Linked DNA regions of Mus musculus: region 2 is linked to region 1. Evidence: chromatin contacts called from public promoter capture Hi-C data. All regions are on one chromosome and are shown on one strand. The core of a region is the stretch at or near the end of the contact, and the rest is flanking DNA. Distances in the headings are between cores, read along the strand shown.

What was found. Promoter capture Hi-C pulls out the DNA fragments that hold promoters and counts their contacts.
Region 2: a contact with region 1 is called in a promoter capture Hi-C map of pre-B cells, with 4 times the contacts expected there. The contact joins the promoter of Nudcd1 here to the promoter of Dcaf13 in region 1. A contact is called at or near these places in 2 of 39 promoter capture datasets (liver and pre-B cells) and 1 of 484 Hi-C or Micro-C datasets (CD4 T cells).

What each region holds. Positions count from the first base shown.
Region 1 is chr15:39,110,770-39,114,506 of GRCm38.p6, forward strand. It overlaps Dcaf13 (DDB1 and CUL4 associated factor 13), which reads left to right and starts at 2,105. Exons shown (of 11, transcript NM_198606.2): 1 at 2,105-2,282. The coding sequence starts at 2,213. Slc25a32 (solute carrier family 25, member 32) reads right to left here and starts at 1,947. Exons shown (of 7, transcript NM_172402.3): 1 at 1,579-1,947. The coding sequence starts at 1,732.
Region 2 is chr15:44,426,216-44,429,952 of GRCm38.p6, forward strand. It overlaps Nudcd1 (NudC domain containing 1), which reads right to left and starts at 2,092. Exons shown (of 10, transcript NM_001113554.1): 1 at 1,447-2,092. The coding sequence starts at 1,561. Eny2 (ENY2 transcription and export complex 2 subunit) reads left to right here and starts at 1,896. Exons shown (of 5, transcript NM_175009.3): 1 at 1,896-2,027; 2 at 3,345-3,421. The coding sequence starts at 2,022.

The sequences.
Region 1 (3,737 bases), core at 855-3,354:
CTTCTGCTCCTAGAGAAAGCTGTGTCAGAGGGACACCAAGCCACAGACCTTCATCTCAAGAAGTCCAAGACTATCTATTCACATTCAAGTCACTGTTAGCAGGGACTTAGAGGTGCTACGGGGAGAGGGTAAGTGCAGGGTAGTTTCAGAGTGAAAGTGCTGAACCCAAACCTCAGATTGCTATTTACCATCTTGTGACTTGGACAACTTACTCAACCCCTACCATTATCAGCTTCATAAAGGTCATAATAAATGCCTATTATACATTCAATCAAAGTTAGTTATCAATGTTTGCAACTATTATAACAATTATTTATAGTTGCATATCAAACTCCATGGAATTATTTCTCTGCGGTGTCTTTTCTAGAATACACTCCACAGGTACCACACATTCTCCACCACGGAATGTCTTGTCTCCTCTAGCTGTCAAAATATTAATCCTGTTGAGGACTTTAATATGGAACCTTTACAGATACATACAAGCCACCTATGTTTATTTTTTTAATATTTACTTTATCATTTCATATTTCATATGTGCCCCTGGGTGGGTATGTGCATGTGCTGGCAGAGTCCAGAGATGTTAGGTTTCCTTGAAGCCAGAATTATAGACAGTTGGGAGCCACCTGCTCAAAGTGGGTGCTGAGAACTCAATGTGGGTCCTGTGGAAAGGCTAAGTCATCTCTCCAGCCCCAGCTTTCCTTATATAGTCTTTTTATATAGCCTATTTGTGCTCTTATTTTGTATTTGAATTTATTCTACTTAGCAACTGATTTCATGTTGTGTAGAATCCTTTTATATATCTTAGGGTAATTACATTTTTAAGTTTCCTAACGATAAGAAACTGTTGGTACTTCTTAGTTCGACTCCACTGTTCAACATTAAGACACATACATCAAGTAAATCGAATAAAATTAGAATGCTCTACTAAATCCATCTCTAAAGATTTGATTTTCTGGAAAAATTTAGTTTGTAATAAATGAAATAACAGAAATGGTTTCTAAATAGTTACCAAGGCTCACCTATGTAATGCAACTTGGTATTAATTCCTAAAATGCCGTGCTAATTTCCATATACTTAATTCACACTTTAATACAGTTATTTAGAGTGTAGAAGCTCCTCCTTCCTTCACCAGACAATGCATATTTTTAAATACTGCAAACTAAAGAAACTTTAGTGAATATTTTAATCCCAAACTATGACCTTACTCTCCGAAGGTGACAAAGCACCGGCTCACACACTTGTACTTTCGTCTGACTTTATACAGCCAAACACGTGGCTGCCCTAAGACTTCAAATTACCCCAAAGAGTGAATGACTCGTGAACATGAGGGTCAAATGTGACAACCTCCTTTCTCTCAAACTTCACCCACTTTCCCTATCCTTTATGGTTAGGAGACACAGGGAAAGCCGGGGTCCCCTTCCTAAATCCTAGCTCCAGGTAACGCAGGGTGCACAGCATCATCTTAGGGGCTCTCCCCCTTGTAGTAGAGTCTGGGGAGACTAATGTCTCTTCTGCGTGTAAGTGCTTCGCTGGGGCTGGCAGCAAGGGAAGCCGCCCGGGACGTGGGCAGGCTCTTACCAGCGAAGCGGATCTTCACGAGGTCGAGCGGGTGCAGCGCCAGGTTGGACAAGACCCCGCCACTCACGCCAGCCACCAGGTTCTCGTACCGGACGTGGCGGAACACCGCGCTCCACGCCGCCGACCCGGCAGCCGACTGGCCCTGGCCTGTCATGGGCTCCGGGTTCGTCGACACTACGGCGTCCAGCGCCGCCGACGTGGGGCGTGATGTAGTGGCCGCCACCGTGGCGACTGTCGCGGCCCGGGGCCTGGAACCGCAGGACGCGAGCCCACTTCCGGGACCGGAGCCCGGGACGCTGCTGCAGGCAAGTCACACCCGCGGCAAAGCGGGGAGTAGGAGAAACCTCAGAGCGGAGCTTGCTTAGCCCCGCCCAGCAGGCCTGGCCCCGCCCACAGCTGCGCGCGCTCGCCCTCGGGTCAAGACGCGAGCGACAGCTGAAGGACCGCCCCCTCCAGCTCCTAGCCGGAGAGACTACGGAACGCCGCGAGGTCCAGCTGAGCCATCCGGCTGCCACTCTGCGGAGCCACGTGACAGGAAGCCCGCGGAAGGCGGAAGTAGTGTGTCTGCGTGCTGGCCCCGGTAAGTCGAGCCCGGTTTAAAGGCTCGTGGAGTCCGACACCCAGAGCCGCCAAGATGAAGGTGAAAATGCTGAGCCGAAACCCTGACAACTATGTCCGCGAAACCAAGCTGGACATACAAAGAGGTGAGAGGAACTGGAACAGAGGAAGGGGCCTCCTCCCGGATTCTTTGGGTCTGGCCAGCTTTCGAGCAGTAAAAGGGGCGGGAGGCCAGCGCTCTGGTCTCGGTTTCCCTCTCCGCCTAGGCGGCTGCGTCCACACGGGGCTGGTGAGGATCAGAACTGCAGATGGCACATACCTCTACGTCCTTTGTGAGAATTTTCCTCTAGTGGGAAGTAGTTACGTATACACGCCTTTAATCCCAGCACTTGGGAGGCAGAGGCAGGCGGATTTCTGAGTTCAAGGCCAGCCTGGTCTACAGAGTGAGTTCCAGGACAGCCGGGGCTACAGAGAGAAACCCTGTCTGCGTTACTAAAGGTTCTCTCTCCTCCCCCTAGCATTGCTAACGTGTGGTATATGGCCCCCCCCCCCAGCTCCCAAGGTGTTTTACATGGTAATAATTTCTTTTCTTTTTTTTTTTTTTGGTAATATTTCTTAAATGAAAAGTAGATTTGTCCCCAGAGTTTGACGTTAATTATTTTGAATCTTTGAACCTCATTACTTTTTTTTTTCTTCCACTTTCACCAAACAGTGCATTGCTGGATGGAGCTGTCATGGTTTATAGTGCTTGGCCCAGGGAGTGGCCTTGTTGGAGTAGGTGTGTCACTGTGGGTGAGAGCTTTAATACCCTAGTCCTAGCTGCCTAGCAGAAAGTATTCTCCTAGCAGCCTTCAGATGAAGCTGTAGAACAACTCTCAGCTCCTCCTGCACCATGCCTGCCTAGATTTTACCATGTTCTCACCTTGATGATAATGGACTGAACCTCTGAACCTGTAAGCCAGCCCCAACTAAATGTTGTCCTTATAAGAGTTGCCTTGGTCGTGGTGTCTGCTCACAGCAGTAAAACCCTAACTAAGACAGTGGCTTACGTTACCCTTGCCAATGTGGGTGCATTTCAGGCTTTGTCTTGGAGCTATACTTATGTACGTATCTTTACATACTTATCCCTACAAGTGCCCTCCATCCTGCGCATCAGTGTCCTCTTCTGTGTTTTCAGTACACATTGTTTGGATTTGTCAGTGCTTATCACATTATCTCATGGTTCATGCTGATTAGCAGGCTTTCCTATCAGCTTGAAAAGAGAGGAAAGAATCCTATTCCTATATGCAGTGTTTAGACAATAACTCACATAAATAGCTACTTTGTAAGTATCGGAATGAATGAATGAATGGGTGACAGCTGGGACACAGAATCTTATGCTAGGAGATACAACTCTACTTTATAGTAACATCTTTTTTCAACAGTATCTCCCTATTTTTATTTATTTATTTATTTGTGTTGTTTTGTTTTTGTTTTTTCGTTTTTCTCGAGACAGGGTTTCTCTGTATAGCCCTGGCTGTCCTGGAACTCACTTTGTAGACCAAGCTGGCCTCGGAACTCAGAAATCCACCTGCCTCCGCCTCCCAAGTGCTGGGACTAAA
Region 2 (3,737 bases), core at 842-3,341, 5.3 Mb after region 1:
CTAGCCTGTTGAAAGGTGACCAGCCATATGGAAGACTCAAGTCAAGATCATCTGGCAAGTGATCTAGACAAATCAAGCTGACTAGAACTGCCTCTGCCAACTCGTAACTGAATGAGCAGTGAGGAGAACCTGCTGGCTTGAGCCATTAGGTTTTGTTCCTTCGAATTTTGTTTCCAATCAATTGGCTAACTAAACATGGCCGGATCATTTATTGACACAGAAAGAAAAGCAACAAAAAACGTCCAAGAGAAAGAACAAAAAGAAGGAAGCACCTCTCCTCTTATACCAGCCAACAGCTACCTGTTTTCCTTCACAACTCAAGTCCCTCATCAACTCCTACCGGAAGTTTTCCCAGGTCTCCAAACAAGTTGAGAAAACATACTCAGTTAGACCATTACATTTGCTCACGTTCCTCTCACTACTTGCCCATACTGTAATTAGATGTTTATTAGTGAATGGATTATGATTTATTAGGTACTCATGATTATACCAATCACGTAATCATCTCGATGAATCACAAAACAGGCCCACAACAATTACTTTTACACTTAAGAAACTTTAAAAACAAACAAACAAACAAACAAACAAAAAACCCAAGCATTTGTTGGTCTACTTGTTTATGTCTTTAATCCCAGCACAGAGGCAGCTGGTTATCTGTGAGTTCTGGGCCAGCCTGGGCTACAAAGCAAGTGCCAGGACAGTCAAGAATAGACTCCCTACAATCTAGATACAATCTAGAGAAAAGATACATAGATACATACATAAGTAACGCTTGATACTCAAACGTCGACTAACACCTCTAGATCACTATTTCTCAAAGTACAACCTATGGAAAACTTGTATCAAAATAAGAATCTGCAGAGACATGTATTTAAAAACACAAATCCCTGGACACTTTCCCTAACAAAACTACAATTCCTATGGTTGTAAAAAGGAGAATAGCCTCTAGGAAGTTACAGATAAATAAGTAGTAGCAGCAAGCAACAGTAAGCGCACTAAATCACTTGCCCTCAATAAATTGTAGCATGATCCAGGACCCGAGTATTTGAAACTGCTAACTGAATGTGGAAATTTTTCTCTCCCAAGAAATGATTCTGCGTCAGAAGGAAAAAGGGAGTTGGGGACTTTCCAAGGAGGTGTGGCTTCTCAGCGAACACGTTTACTAAAGGTAAGGTTTGGGAAGGAAGGACAACTTGAACCTTCAGAGCAGGAGCCAGAGATGTATGGGCGGAGAACATCCGAGCCTGAGCTGCGGACGCCTAGGCCAGCCCACAGTGCCGCGGCTAAGGCGCGGAAGGAAAGGGGGCATCCTCGGGTCCCCGCGTGGACGGCCGCTCTAGGTGCAGACCGGCAGGAGGTGGCTGGCTAGCCGGAGTGACAGAGGGTTGCGCCAATGGCAGCCTCAACAAGAAGGAACCGGGTGCGAGAGGGTGCCGCCGATCCCACCTGCATCAAGCTCCAGCTGGTAGCAGGGCAGCGGTTCGAGAGACAGCTTGTAGCCCTCGAAGCGGGGATCCAGCAGAGGTCTTTTCACCCGCAGAGAGCAATTGGCCGCCTCCATCGCGTTCCCCCGATCCCAGCAAGAGAATCAATAAAGCTCTTGTTGAAAGGTCCGCGCTTCACTCCTGGAACTGAGGCTGGGAAACGGCGTGGTTCCCATCCCAGACGACTCTGCGGCGCCACGTCTCTTCTGGGAAGTGTAGTGTCCATGAGAAATTTGGTTCTGTTGCAATGCTGGGAAATGTAGTTTTTTGATCCCTGAACCCACGTCAGCTAACAGACTCTGGACTTCCTTACCCAGAGGGCCGAGCGACCAGAAGGCGGCCCGCGCTAGTTGAATTCTCACATTATAGGCAGGGTGGCCAGATCCCGCCCCGGAAATGCGTGGTCTAGCTTTCTGTGTGCTTAGGTGCCCGAGCTACTGAGGGTCTAAGTCCGGGCAGCCGAAGAGTGTGGTAGGTAACGGTCGTCAGCGCAAGGGTCATTTCGTCGCTGGGAAGGGACGGCCCTCGCCCGCGGTGATGGTGGTGAGCTATGCCCGTGGTCCTCAGGGCCGGGACCCGGGCCCAGCCCAGGCTCCTTTCGATGTGCTGTCTTTCGTTAGCTTCCCCGACCCGCGCTCGCTCGCTCGCTCGCTCGCGGGCCTGTAGGGCTCTCCGACAGGGCGTGCTGCTGGAGTTGGCCGGGAGCCAGTCCCCGCTTTGTTTTCTGGCTCCTCCCCTCCCGCCTCTCCAGCTGTCTGCGCCGTGTTGCATTTTCCTAAAGAATGTCAGAACCGGGAGGGAGTCCCTAGCGCCCTGGTTTTACCAGTGAGAAAACTGAGGCCTTTAGGCATTAAGTGACTTGCCCAAGGTCACTATCCGTGATTTTAGGGGCCAAGACGAGACGAAGTTTTGCTGTTCTTGCTATGACACTGTCTAAACTTTTGCAGTTAATTTGGAAATGTTAAGCCCCAACTACAGAAGTAAAGCGTTGCCTAGTTATTAACCCTCTGTTCACCTGCTTCTTGCGCAGCCCAACTCTGAAAATTCTTTGTAGTCTGAATTTCCATACAGACAAGACGGAGAATTACAAAAGAAGATTCACACTAAGTAGGAAAACATTAACTTAAACCTGACTTTTAAATGGCAAAAATGCGCTCAAAAGTTAACCTTGCTTTTTTTTTTTTTCCCCTACACCTATTTTGGCATTGGTTGTCTGTTTTTTATTGAAAATGAAGAATTTCTCAAAGACTAGTTTGAAATTCGTTTTCTTACTTACCCTTCAGAAATAAGGATATGAAATCCAAAGCTAGGGTAGCAGTTGTAATTCTCCGTGAAGTTTATTGGGTAAAGCAAGCACATAGTCTTATTTCATTTTTCATAGTCGTATCTTTTATTAGTGTGCATGCTATGGCTTACCCAGAAATTGAATGCAGTTAAGATGCAGAAATGAACGCCAGTCAGATATTAGTGTACAATTAAATAAGGTGGGACTCCAAGTACCTGACTTCACATTCTGTCTCTGTGCCTCAGTGTTCTCATCTGTAAAATGGAATTGTGTCATTAGAGCAAATTTGGGGGTTAAATATTCTCAGTTTTAGGTACATAAGTGCTTAATGGTATTATAATAGTAGTTATTCCCTTTTTAAAAAGACAAAGAAAATAAACAATAAAGAGCTTATGAGGGAAGGGAATTGGGATACAGGAAATAGTACTAAGAATAATAATACCATGTAAGGTACTTAAAATTATCATCCTTTCCTTATTATAATGTTCAATGTATTAGGATGATTGTCTAGAGAGGTCTTAGAAGGAAACACTTTTCTAAATATTATGTATCTCAAAATGCATGTTGATGTCCAGGTTAGCAAGATGAACAAAGATGCGCAGATGAGAGCAGCGATTAACCAAAAGTTAATAGAAACTGGAGAAAGAGAACGGTGAGTAATAAATTGTATCAATAAAGTAGGTTTTACCATCTTTAATAATTATATTGGAGGAATTTCAAGTGTCAAGGGCCAAAACATACCTGGAAAGAATTACAGAAAAGTAAAGCTTATCAGAGTTTCTATTCTTAACATCTGTAATAGTTTGAATCAGCATTACCAGATTCGGAAGTGTCATATACAAAGATAAGCAATCAGTGACACTGCTAAGGCATTTTTAACAAAGTGGAAAAGAGACCGCAAAGACACAAATATCTACAGCTGGAGAATATTACCCAGGTTTTATTATAGAACTGTGTTTAATTACCTC